Regions from separate parts of the Mus musculus genome. Here region 2 is linked to region 1. A link is a contact called in public HiChIP or PLAC-seq data. All regions are on one chromosome and are shown on one strand. The core of a region is the stretch at or near the end of the contact, and the rest is flanking DNA. Distances in the headings are between cores, read along the strand shown.

Region 1 (5,948 bases), core at 2,538-5,037:
CTGGCTTCCACGGGTATCCATATACAATACACACACACGCGCGCGCGCGCACACACACACGCACACGCACACGCACACGCACACACACACAGAGAGAGAGAGAGAGAGAGAGAGAGAGAGAGGTAGAGACAGAGAGAGACTCTCGTTCTTAGAGGCTAACCTTAATCTAGACAATGCCCAGAGGCCTGCCTCTAGGTGTAGTTACAAGAGTATGAACAGATCCTGTCTCAGAAAGATAAAGCAAATAAACAAACAAACAAACAAACAAACAAAATCAACCCATCAGTCAGACAAACAGCAACAACAAAACTTACAGCAGGATTTTAATGTAGACATCCACATGGAAGTCCTAAAATTTATCCGAACAGCAAAAGCTCTAGAATGGCTGAACAACTTTGAGAAGGGAGTAAGTTGATTCAACTTCTCGATTTTAAAGGATCTAATAAAGATACAAAGGCCTCGATACTGTATCACTGCTAAGATAAACACATAAAGCAGTGGGAAATACTCAGCTGACATCCCCCACACACATGCTCCATTAATTTTCAACAAAGGGACAACAGGGAGGGCTAGTTTTTCACTACAGTAGACAACTAGACATTCCTGTTGAGAAAAGAATCTCTATGTCTTGAGACAAGTATAACAGCTGACTCAAAAACCAAACCACATCAAACTTAAATGTAAAACCTGGACCTTGTTAGGGGATAGTCTGCTCCCTGTGTATTCAGATGCTGATTTTAGTTCCGGGAGATCTGGGTGCAGTCTGGATTTTGTTATCATTACTATGAAGCATTTTTTGACTCATTATTTTTTTTTTCTTATTGGTCAATAAAGAGCAGATTCAGCCATTAGCTGGGCAGGAGAGGAGGAGGTAGCACTTCTGCATCCAGAAAGAGAAAGAGAGAGGCTCAGGTGAGAGAGAAGAAAAAGAAATGTAGGGAAATTACAGCATCTTTCAGTGTCTCAGAGAGTGGTTCTATTCATTTCAAAGAAGGAAAGGTGTCAAAAATCTGAGGCTTAAACACTGCTGGGCAAAGAAAGCAAAAACAATAGTTTTATCTCACTTGAGACATAGATGCAAAGACCCAAAATAAAATACCACACAGTCAGAGACAACATGCCCTAAAAACAAACAAAAACAGCAACAAATCTAAATCTTAACCCAGTGTCTGTCTTGAAACAAGGATTGACCACCATTCAGAACTCATGAACACTGATTGTAAAAACCAGCAGCGTTACATCCCAAAATCATGTGAAACTAACATAGTTCGGAAGGATCTTTCATTTTAGTTGTACCAATGATGAAGAAACGAGTATGCAGCTCTATGAACAAAATGCTTGGCCACTGTCAAATGTGTGCATCAGAGGAGATGCTTGTTTCCTGAGAAACTAACTACGCAAGGCACAGCTTCTATCCCTACCCCATTCCCTCCCTCCCTCCTTCCTTCCCTCCTCCCTTCCCTCCCTCCCTTCTTTCTTTTTACCTAACCAGAGTTGGTTTGTCAATTCTGAAGATTTATTGCTAATTCACAAAACAAAGAAACAACGACATCATGAAAAAAAAATCCACTCAGGATTGAGCCTCATCTTTGGCTGCTCTCAGAATCATCCAGGGAGCTTTGTGCAGAAAAAAAAAAAACAAAAGCAGAAATCAAAACAAGGCAAACATCAGAGAGTCCCTGGACCCACTGAGCCAGCTGGACTAGAAGGGAAACATTATTTTACAGCTCTGGAACCCTGCTGTAAGGAATAAACACCACTACACCCTTCCCCAGCAGATTTTCCAAAGTTGTTATAAATTTTCACCATAAAAAAAAATCAAATAAAATGTTAAAGCATTCCATAATCCTGCATGACTTGTCACCTTAAATTCTGCAAGAACAGATTGCTCCAGATTTTGAAGCCGAGGTCAAAGGCAGCCTGCATTGGGGTCAAGAAATAGAAACTCAACTCATTGCTGAACAACCAGGTAAAGACAGAAGAGTTAAACCGGCAAAGAGGCACATGGAGAATGTTCCAGAAGAGAATGCACCAGAGAGACAGGGAAGTACTCACTAGGTGAAGGCTGTTGTGGGACAAAGCAGCGAACTTGGAGAGACACGGGGCTGGGTGGGGGTGGGGGTGGGGGTGGGGGTGGGGTGTTTCTGAATTTCTAGGTGAGATTATTCCAAGGGACCAGAACTAGCAGAGGTTTCTGAAGATGGGGTGGCATGGTCAGACTGTGCTTTAAGACTCACAAAGCAGAGGCTGGAAAGATGCCTCGGGCATTAAGAATACTGGCTGCTCTTTCAGAGGATCAGACTTCAATCCCAGCACACACTTAGCAGCTAACAACAATCTCTAACTGCAGTTCTGGGAATCCAATGCCCTCTTCTGGCCTCCGTGGGCACAGCATGCATTCTATATATATAGACACATGCAGACAAAACACCCATACCACCAAAGCTAAATAACAATTTAAAGTAAAGCAAATTAGGGAGGGTGACTTTTAAGGACTCTAGGGCTCCAACTAGAAGAGACAATAGGGCCAGTCTGTGCCCATTCCTCTGTTTTAGGAGAAGACATTGGTCATCCCAGCCCATCACAGTCTTCTATCAGCACAGATGGGAGATGAAAACTGTGGGTGATTCAGTTCACCACGGTGCTTCTTATGCCTCCTTGCTCCTGCAAACTCATGTGGGCATGTCTCCATTAGTCCAGTGCTCAGCAGTTTAGAGCGACAAACGAAGCACGAGAAGAGAGAACAGAGCCCCCAGAAACCACCAGACTTCCATGGGACGGAGCCTTTGCTGAAGCCATAGAATTCCCTCTCATTATTTTCGATTCAGCATAAAATTGAATTCACGCCTGGAATACTCTGGGCAGAAAGAAAACAAGCCCAGAAATGAAAATCATTCAGGAAATAAATCTCAGGAGAAGCAGACAGGCATGGCTGGGGGAACAGCACGGGGTCAAAGGTGTCCCACCAGGTGCCAGCTGAGAAGGGGCTGAGCCCTTGCAGACATGGAGCCAAGAGTTCCTGGCCCTCTCTCCCAGCACACATCCCCCTGCTCTCTTCCTGTGTCTGAGGCCTTCCCCACCACAGCAGGCCCTGAGCTTCTTGCTGCTTTGCACACTTTTAAGTTCTGCGTCATTCCTGTTTTCTTTTTACTTCATTCATGGCAACTGTGTCCTCATACAGACCCAAGTCTAGAAGGGCTAAGACCCTTGGCTTTATGCTCATCCACACAACGTAGTGGAGAGTAGGTAGCTAATTATGTTTGCTGGCTCATTTATAGTTATTCCATGGGCATGATGAATGCTGTGACTCAGTAGGTTATAATAATGATTTCCCTATTTTCCATCCGGTAGTTAAGCATGTATGTATGGATGAACACGAACTGGCATGCATGCATATATGTGGAAGCTAAAAGTCAACTCTAGGTGTCTCTTCTCAGGAGCCACCTATCTGCCTTGTTATTTTGAGATAGAAAATCTCACAGACCTGAAGATCACCTAGTAGGTGGCTGGTTACTAGACAGGCTGGCCATGAACCCTAGGGATCGCCAGCCTCTGCCTTCCCAGGGCTGAGATTATGGGCCTGTGCCACCAAGGCTGTTTTTTTTTTTTTTTTTTAAACATGGCTTCTGGAAATGAAACGCAAGTTTTCACACTTGGGAGGCAAGCACTTCAGTGACTGAATTACTACAGCCTTGGCAATTTAATTTTTGAAACTGCCCTTTCATGGTCAAATAAAGACACTACTGTTCCCCGAGAACACCCAGCCAGTAAACAGGACAGGACAGATCTGAATGTATGGTTAAAGTTCAAAATTCACCTGCCTCCTGCCAGTTTTCTGAAGAACTACCTGTACTTTAACAAAAAAAAAAAAAAAATCATTAATTTCTGGAAACAAAAGGTACACCACAGCTGCATTTTTTTAAACCTCAATATGTGCCCAAATTACCAGTGTTCTCTGACGAATATGAGAAGTAATTTATAAGGCCCTGGCTTAACAAATTAACATTAGATCTAAGGGCTCAGAGCTAGAGGGAAAATCAAGCTGCAGATCTGAAAGAAAGGAAATCCTCTCCTCATCCCCTCTCCTTTGTCCCGGGGGCTTTGGGTCTCCAGAGGGCTGTGCACTGAGACCCAGGAGGGAGGAGCAGAGCAGCAGAGCCCAGGGTGGGCAGAATAGGAGGGAGGGGCACAGACCTACCAGGAGTGGGGGAGGGGACAGCGCTGGGAAATTCGAGAAGCTGGATCTACACAGAAATTCCCAGAGCTCCCTAGTGGGGTTCCCATTGTGAGCATTCGCCCTCAGACACCCAGGGACAGTGAGCAGGAGGACACTGAAAAGAAGATCCCAGGGAGCAGCTGAAAAGTCAGCCTCCCTCAGTCCCTGAGCTGCAAGCAGCAATTCCTGCTGACCCGGCCTGTGCCCCAGCCCCGCCTGTCATGCCACAACTCGACAGCCTGGCATCTGAGGTGCAGGTACCAAGGCAGAAAGGATGACCTCCTGGCCTGTGGTGACAAACCAGGTCCAACAGCCCTGAGCACGTGCATGTAAGAGCAGCGCTTACTCACCCTGTGAGCTTTACCTGGAGGAAGAGGTTGGCAGCTAAAATTCAAATCGGAATAATGAAAGGCACCTGCAAAATGGGAGATGTGGGAGATATGTGACGGACAGGCAGCTTGCTGCCTGGCACCTCAGGACTCCTTGGGACAGGAGGCTGAGAGAGCAAAGGGAAAGGAAAGAAGTCACGTGACACCGGGGCTCACTGCAGTGACATTGCTCTGTCTTCAGACTGGATGACTGCTTGATAATTCTTTGGTTCTGAGCCCCCATGACAACCAGTTGATCCTACTGGGACCCAAGCATCTATGTGTGTAAGTCTTCCATGCAAATGGATCCCACCTCTTGGCTTCTGTGCATACCCCTTGTTGGCCAGAGGTGGAGGGCAGGGAAAGGTTCAACAGATTGTGTGTGTGCATATGTGTATATATGCACATATCATATGTATCTACTAATAATTCATGAAAAAAGAGGCCATGGATTTGAAGGAGAGAAAAGTGGGGAATATTTAGAGAGAGCAAAGGGAAAGGGGAAATGTAATTATACTCTCAAAACATTTTTAATTGCTCTATATTGAATGTCTCTATTGTTGGAAAACATTACTTTATACAGTGTTGTTCTCTAAATTCCACTAGCTTTGCAGAAAGGACAGAAGGTGAGGGGTTTTGTGTTGTTTATTTGTTTGTCTAGGTGGTTTGTTTTGTTTTAGCAAGGTCTCTCTATGTAGTTCTGGCTGTCCTAAGACTTGCTATGTTGACCAGGCTGGCCTCTGAACTCACAGGGAGCCTCCTGCCTCTGCCTCCAGAGTGCTAGGATTAAAAGCATGCGTCACCACTGCCCGACCAACAGGAGGCTTTTATGAACGAATAATGTGTGTGCACTGCAAAACATTTTTCTCAGAAAGAGACTAAACGAGACTCCTGTGTTGACTGCAATGCTTCATTCTTAAATCCCTACTGTGTGAGTCTCTTTAACAAAGAAACAACAAACCAACTAGGTGCCTTTCACAGGGAAAAATATGGGACTAAATAAAGATGTGTAGCCATTCATCTTATACATCAAAGGGGGGGGGATCAAGGGGTGTTTCTTGAGAGGGAGTCCTTGGTGTTCCCAGAGAATGCACTGAAGAGACTTACGCGTCAGGACCAACACTCTTCTTCTACCAAGTACCTTGCAAAGGCCTGTGACCTGTGACCTGTGACCTGTGACCCGTGACTCCTTACACCTGGCCAGACAAGCCTTCTTTGAAGATTCCTCCCTGCTCTGTAGTGACTACAGCTGTCTGTCTACTATGTTCCAGGTAGGCCTACCTGGTCTTACGAGTTAGGTCAGCAAATATCCCAAAGTCCTGATTTCATACATGTTCTCTGAGATCCAGCGCCTGGGAAACAGC
Region 2 (5,948 bases), core at 2,475-4,974, 66 kb before region 1:
AACTGAATGGTGAACCACAATCTGAAAAGGGCACCACTGAGCTCCTGGGAGAGCCCAGTTCTCAAAGCTGCTGTCCTACACAGGCTGTGTGGCAGACACAGGTCTGGAACAGGCTGTGTGCCCAATGAGAGGAGGGTACTGCAGGCAGTGTCCAGCGGTCCAGAGGCAGCCTTGGTGGTGGTGGTGCCCCTGGCCAAGCAAGTGAGTGCATTCAGAGCTCAGTTTCTCTTAAGAGCAACTCCTAAAGCCATGGAACTCTAACACTATCATCTTGCTTTTATATTTCTGTGGGGCTACCAAGAGAGGATGTCCCTGGCTCAGCTCTACCTTTGGTATCAAAACAACCGGCTTCCTCATCCTGGGGTCATCAGAGGTGACCCTTCCCTAATGCGAATGCCTCTGTGTGTTTGTGGGCACAGGAGCACACGTGTTGGCAGAGTAGTTTCAGCCACAGCTTCTATTGCTTCAAGTAAGCCAGGGACTACATGACTATCCCTTCCTAACAGCCTTCTGTGCATATTTCAGCATCCTGCCAAGGCAGTGTTCCGGGCTGATCCTGGTGGGGTTCACAAGTGGCAAGACAGACCCATGGGATGATTCATAAGGAACACACAGCCACAGAGAATATGCAGAGTCAACTAGTTGGTCAACATAAGTCAAAATCAAATACTCTCAAGACAAGGCTGTTTCAAGGATTCTGCAGTCAACACTGGTATAATTTGGATTTGGTTTGTCCCCAAGAGGCCCACATAATGAAAGCTTGTCCCTAGGGTGGTCACTACTGGGTGTTGCCAGACCCCTTAGAGTGTGGAGCCTTCGTGGAAGGGAATTAAGTCATTGGGAATGCGCCTTTGAAAGGGCTGTTGGGGACCCTGACTCCTGTTTGTTTCTGGGTCACAGAGGGTGGGTAGCTTTGTGTGCCATATGTCCTACTGTCACTGCTGCCCCTCCATGGTCCCAAAAGCAACAGGCCAGGCAACCTTGGCTGAAAGCTTAGTAACCAGGAGTCAAAAGAAACCCACACTTTAAGTGATTTAACTCAGTGATTTCGTTCCAGTAACTTACACAACTTGGTAACTGTACCAAATGATACTGAATTGTTCAAGGTGATTGAACTTGTATTATGTGATTTTCAAATCAGCCAGAGAAGTACTGCGTAACATCATGAAGTACTTTTAATGTCTTATTAGCTGTTCTTCCCAGCCTCTTGTGAACTAGGGACAGCTAGCAGGTTTTGTTTTGTTCTGTTTTTCCTCAGATAATGAAAGCCTGGCTTCAGAGAAGGTACAAGAGAGCAGATGCACTAACTACCAGGTGAGTGTTTGTTTCATGAAGGTTCCAAGGCTCTCAGCTCAAAGATGTGGCTCTTTTGTGACAATGGCCATAGCAGCAGCTGGGGCTTCACTGTGCTGTGAGAAAGCCAAACCAAGGCAGGAGCTGTCGCTCAGCAGCAGTGTGGTAAGAGGGTGGGGTGTTCTGCTGACTAAGGCATGTCTTAAAGGGCTGTTAAATTTTATAATGTGTACAGTTCAGCGCTTTATAAGAACATTCACAGAGGTGCACGGCCACCAGCACTATCTAGTTTCAGAGCATCTTCACCATCTCAGGAAGAAACTGAACACCCGGCAGCCACGCCCAACCCTCTCTCCGATACCTGCTGGGCTGCTCATCTTCTTTCTGTTCTCAAAGATGCCATACTGGAATGAAATATAAGAATTATGTGGTTTTGTCCTGTCCTGCCTGGCTTCTTTCGTGTGCTAGAATGTTTTCAAGGGTCACAAATGCTGTGGCATGAATCAGTACTTCCTCTTTCTGACCGACCATTCAGGGTTTCTTCCTGGGTAGGGATATAAGGAGGTGTATTAAATTTAGGGCAACAGGAGAGAGTTTCGTGCTGGTGGAACCTCCATACACATCCCTAATATTGACCCCTTGATCTGCTTTAGATAAAATAAAAGAAATACGGATGGTGGGACAGATCTATTCTCAAAGGTCCTAACTGGACAGGCCAGTGTCTCATTTACAATTCAGTGAAGCTCTGGCCCTTTTCCTAAGCACTCTCCAAGTGACAAGATGGCGTAACCTGTCACCTACACACAGGTAAGGCCAATAGCACCAAGACATGTCTGTTGGGCCTTTCTTCACCTGCTTCCAGGGTCTCACACCTACAGAGTCACAGAGACACAGGAATTCCTTATTCTTCATTGAGTGCTCACACCAAGGCCTTTAAGCTTCCGGGGGGGGGGGGGGGGGACGGACCCCTGTGCTTGATCTCCAACACTAACCATAACCTCCCTCATGCTCACGTCACCTCCGTGTAAAGCTAATTTAATACCTAACGCTTACTAAAAGGGTTTTCCCTGAGTTAAAGCATCAGCCAGTCTTATAGCTTTTCCTCTATGTTCTGATCTTCGCCTATTTAACAAGAAGCAGGCGAGAAAGGTTGTTCATACTTTCAGAAGGAGAAATGGAGGCCCCAGACGGTCACAAGCTCGAGATTTGTTGGCAGAAGGTGACAAAATGACATCAGGATTCTATTTGTCATTCCACTACGCTGCGTGGAATCAAGAGGTCAGCTGATAAAAATGTTCCTTCCAGGGAAGACATAGGAGAAAATTCATTTCATTTCTCAGGAGCCCAGGTTCTGGAGCACATATTTAAACCCAAGATGCATTCCTCTTGACACCAGGCACATGTATCCAGAACATATCCAGCAGCAAAATACCTTAAGATGGTCAATTTCCGTGGTCTCCTCCATTACTGAGTCTATTCACACAGACCAAAGCTCACCATGAACCAAGAAACAGCAAGATGGTATACATTCAATTTATGTGAAGGCCCAAAGGGAGACGAGGCTCTCTGCCACGTCAGGCTTACTGAGAATGAGGTGTGAGGAATGCTCCCCGCTCCCGGCCTCCCCTGCCTCTTGATCAACCACACTTCTTACCCTCCCTTCGAACTTGGCTGTGGCTCCTTCTTTGACGCAGAGGTTCCGAGGGGGCAGAATGAAAGCTGGGGCCTCGGTGAGAGGCATGGAGCTGACCTTCGAGGGATCCACACTGTGGGAGGTTTTAGACATGTGTGACGAGGCAAACAGTTTCACGTCCCCCATGGTCTACAAAAGAAGAGGAGCAAGTCAGGTCTTACAATACACGCATGCCGGCTTCCTCATAGATACCACTTGCCCAGCCCTATGGTTTGAGCCCATTGTGGCCTCTCCATATAAGGTACCAGATGAAAAACAGCCAGTCCTAGAGCCCAGCTCCCAGGCCACACCTGCCATCATAGTACCCACTAAGAGCTTCCATTTGTTTTCTGACAGAGCATGGCTTGGTCGAGATCAGGGAAACAGGGTGGCTTGTAGATTTCACTGACATCTACGTGAAGCCCTGAGGTGGGAAGTCCCAGCTGCTTCTGCCTGAACTGTAAGAGAGCATGGGCTACAAACAATGGCACTGGGCCTCCAAGAAAGGCAGGAGACTGGGGTTAATGTGTTGCGGGCCTAGGTGAGAAGGTGAGAGTTGGTGACTGAATGAAGGTGTGGCATTAAGCCAAGGACCATATGGTACAAAGGCTCGAAGATCCAAGCATTAAGGAAAGGAAGGTGGCACTAGACGGTATCTAGACTGACTCCATCCTTTGTAACTAAGGTCCTGGGAGGATAAACCTTCATCAACGGACAAACAGCAAAAAACGATGCCATCGCTGCCAAGAACACCTTGAACCTGGGACTCTGTCCAAGGCAGATATGGGACTAGACACAATACGTCTGCAGGCTGGCAAGATTAGCTAGGACTAAAGGGCTGTTGTGAAAAGGAACAATGGCTGCCCACTGAGGTAATCAATATCTAACTCTTTGTAGTTGCTTCTTATCAACTTTAAGTACGTTTCAAGGTAAAATTTAGAAGATGCTGATGTGCAAAAATAATAAGTTATCACTTCTTGGTGGACTGGCAAGAAAGCTTGGTGATCCAAAGGCACTTGCCACCAAACATGATGGCCTGAATTTGATCCCTGGTTCCCACAGACTAGAAGGAAAGAAATGACTACTTTTTTTTTGTTTTTTTGTTTTTTGTTTTTTTGAGACAGGGTTTCTCTGTGTATCCCTGGCTGTCCTGGAACTCACTCTGTAGAGCAGGCTGGCCGCGAACTCAGAAATCCGCCTGCCTCCTCCGCCCAAGTGCTGGGATTAAAGGCGTGCACCACCACCGCCCAGCTAAGAAATGACTCCTTTAAGTTGTCCTCTGACCCGCACATACACATCACGGCACACACACACACACACACACACACACACACACACACACACACTAAACAAACAAACAAACAAACAAATAACATTTTAAATTGTCACTTATTGAACACTCACCTGTTGCAAATTGCCTGGAAGACCTTTGTCTATGATCTCTTTTTAAGGTTTTTGCTTTATTATTTAATTTTGGTTGCCATAGTTACTCCATGTGTTTATGGGATGGAATGTGATGTCTTGGTACCTGATGTCATGTGCTCTAAGTCAGGACAGTCAGCACATCTATCCCCTTGGGTCGTTATCACTGCTCTGTGGTGATGTTGCACAGAACCTTTTCCTAGTCGTTCTGAAATGCACCTTAGAGTTGACTACACTACATACTTCCCCTCGTGGAACCCCAGATCTCACTCCTCCTGCCTAACCTAATGATAACACCCCAAGAAGTGCATCCATCTCAGTGTGAGGGAGGAACCTGTTCGCAGACAGACACAAGTGAGTAGCAGAAGTGAGGGTGGAGTTATGCAACTTAGACCAAAAGAGAAAACTGAAAATACCCACCATTCTGTTATGCAAGATGGTGCTGTTCTGTGGGTATAGAGAAGTAGGCATTTTACACAGCAGAAAGCAAACCATATAGAGCAAACCATTAGCAAACCTAATTTTTCCTCCTAAATTTTCTTTAAATTGAGTGGGCAAGAAGCTTTTTTGGAAAAGATATATTTTATTTATATGAGTACACTGTAGCTGTCTTCAGACACACCAGAAGAGGGCATAGTATCCTACTACAGATGATTGTGAGCCACCATGTGGTTGCTGGGAATTGAACTCAAGACCTCTGGAAGAACAGTCAGTGTTCTTAACTGCTGAAGCATCTCTCCAGCCTCTCTCTGCCCCCCCCCTTTTTGGATAAGAAGCTTTTAAGAAATCTGATTTGGCCAGATGGTGGTAGGGCACACTTTTAATCCCAGCCCTTGGGAGACAGACAGCCTGATCTACAGAGTGAGTTCCAGGACAACTATGGCTAGGGCTACACAGAAAAACCCTCTGTGTGTGTGTGTGTGTGTGTGTGTGTGTGTGTGTGTGTGGTGTGAGAGAGAGAGAGAGAGAGAGAGAGAGAGAGAGAGAGAGAGAGAGAGAGAGAGAGAGGACAGAGGACAGAGGGGAGAGAGAGAGAGAGAGAGAGAGAGAGAGAGAGAGAGAGAGAGAGAGAGAGAGAGAGAGATCTATCTGGTTTAAAGTCTGGAGAGATGGACCCATAGGTAAAAGGCACTTGCTACACAAACATGAGAAACTAAGTTAGGATCCACAAAAAGGTGCACAAGGCCATGTACCTAACCTCACTGCTACTGGAGGTAGAGACAGGAGGATTACTGGGGTTGGCCACCAGTCTAGGTCCAGGTGAAGATACCACCTCAAAGGAATAAGGGGAGGGAGTGACAGAACAGGACATCTGGAGTCCTCCTATGACTTCTACACACACACACACACACACACACACACACACACACACACACACACACACACACACGTGTGTATATGGCCTATCTGTCTGTCTTTCTCCCTCTCTTATTCATTCTCTGTTTCACAGAGGGAAAAAGAAAAGGTAAAAACAAAACAACCCTGATTTAAGCAAATTAAAATGCAGGTGTCTGATTAGTTCCCTATTTCTGGCCATTTGGCAGTTTCTTCACTGCAAACA

The links. HiChIP or PLAC-seq counts read pairs in DNA pulled down with a chosen protein or histone mark.
Region 2: an H3K27ac HiChIP or PLAC-seq map of hepatocytes shows a contact between it and region 1, with 3 times the contacts expected there. The contact joins two enhancer-like sites. A contact is called at or near these places in 9 of 39 promoter capture datasets (the 3T3-L1 cell line, 3T3-L1-derived adipocytes, cranial neural crest and 5 more), 21 of 484 Hi-C or Micro-C datasets (ECoMG myeloid progenitors, ECoMG-derived neutrophils, differentiating embryonic stem cells and 8 more), 7 of 115 datasets of contacts at active chromatin or transcription factors (the HPC-7 cell line, embryonic stem cells, hepatocytes and 2 more) and 2 of 9 other capture datasets (liver and pancreatic islet).

The regions. Positions count from the first base shown.
Region 1 is chr16:34,746,805-34,752,752 of GRCm38.p6, reverse strand. It overlaps a transcript of Mylk not described here. Among named protein-coding and RNA genes, the nearest start is that of Mylk, 35 kb to the left of the region's middle. Within about 2 kb of position 3,787, at least 13 of the 459 cell types and tissues checked have an H3K27ac peak or open chromatin away from gene starts, as enhancers often do. A contact at or near this core is called in hepatocytes and liver, where this site is marked.
Region 2 is chr16:34,812,602-34,818,549 of GRCm38.p6, reverse strand. Mylk (myosin, light polypeptide kinase) reads right to left here. Exons shown (of 32, transcript NM_139300.3): 2 at 2,948-3,115. Among named protein-coding and RNA genes, the nearest start is that of Mylk, 31 kb to the right of the region's middle. Within about 2 kb of position 3,724, at least 7 of the 459 cell types and tissues checked have an H3K27ac peak or open chromatin away from gene starts, as enhancers often do. A contact at or near this core is called in hepatocytes and liver, where this site is marked.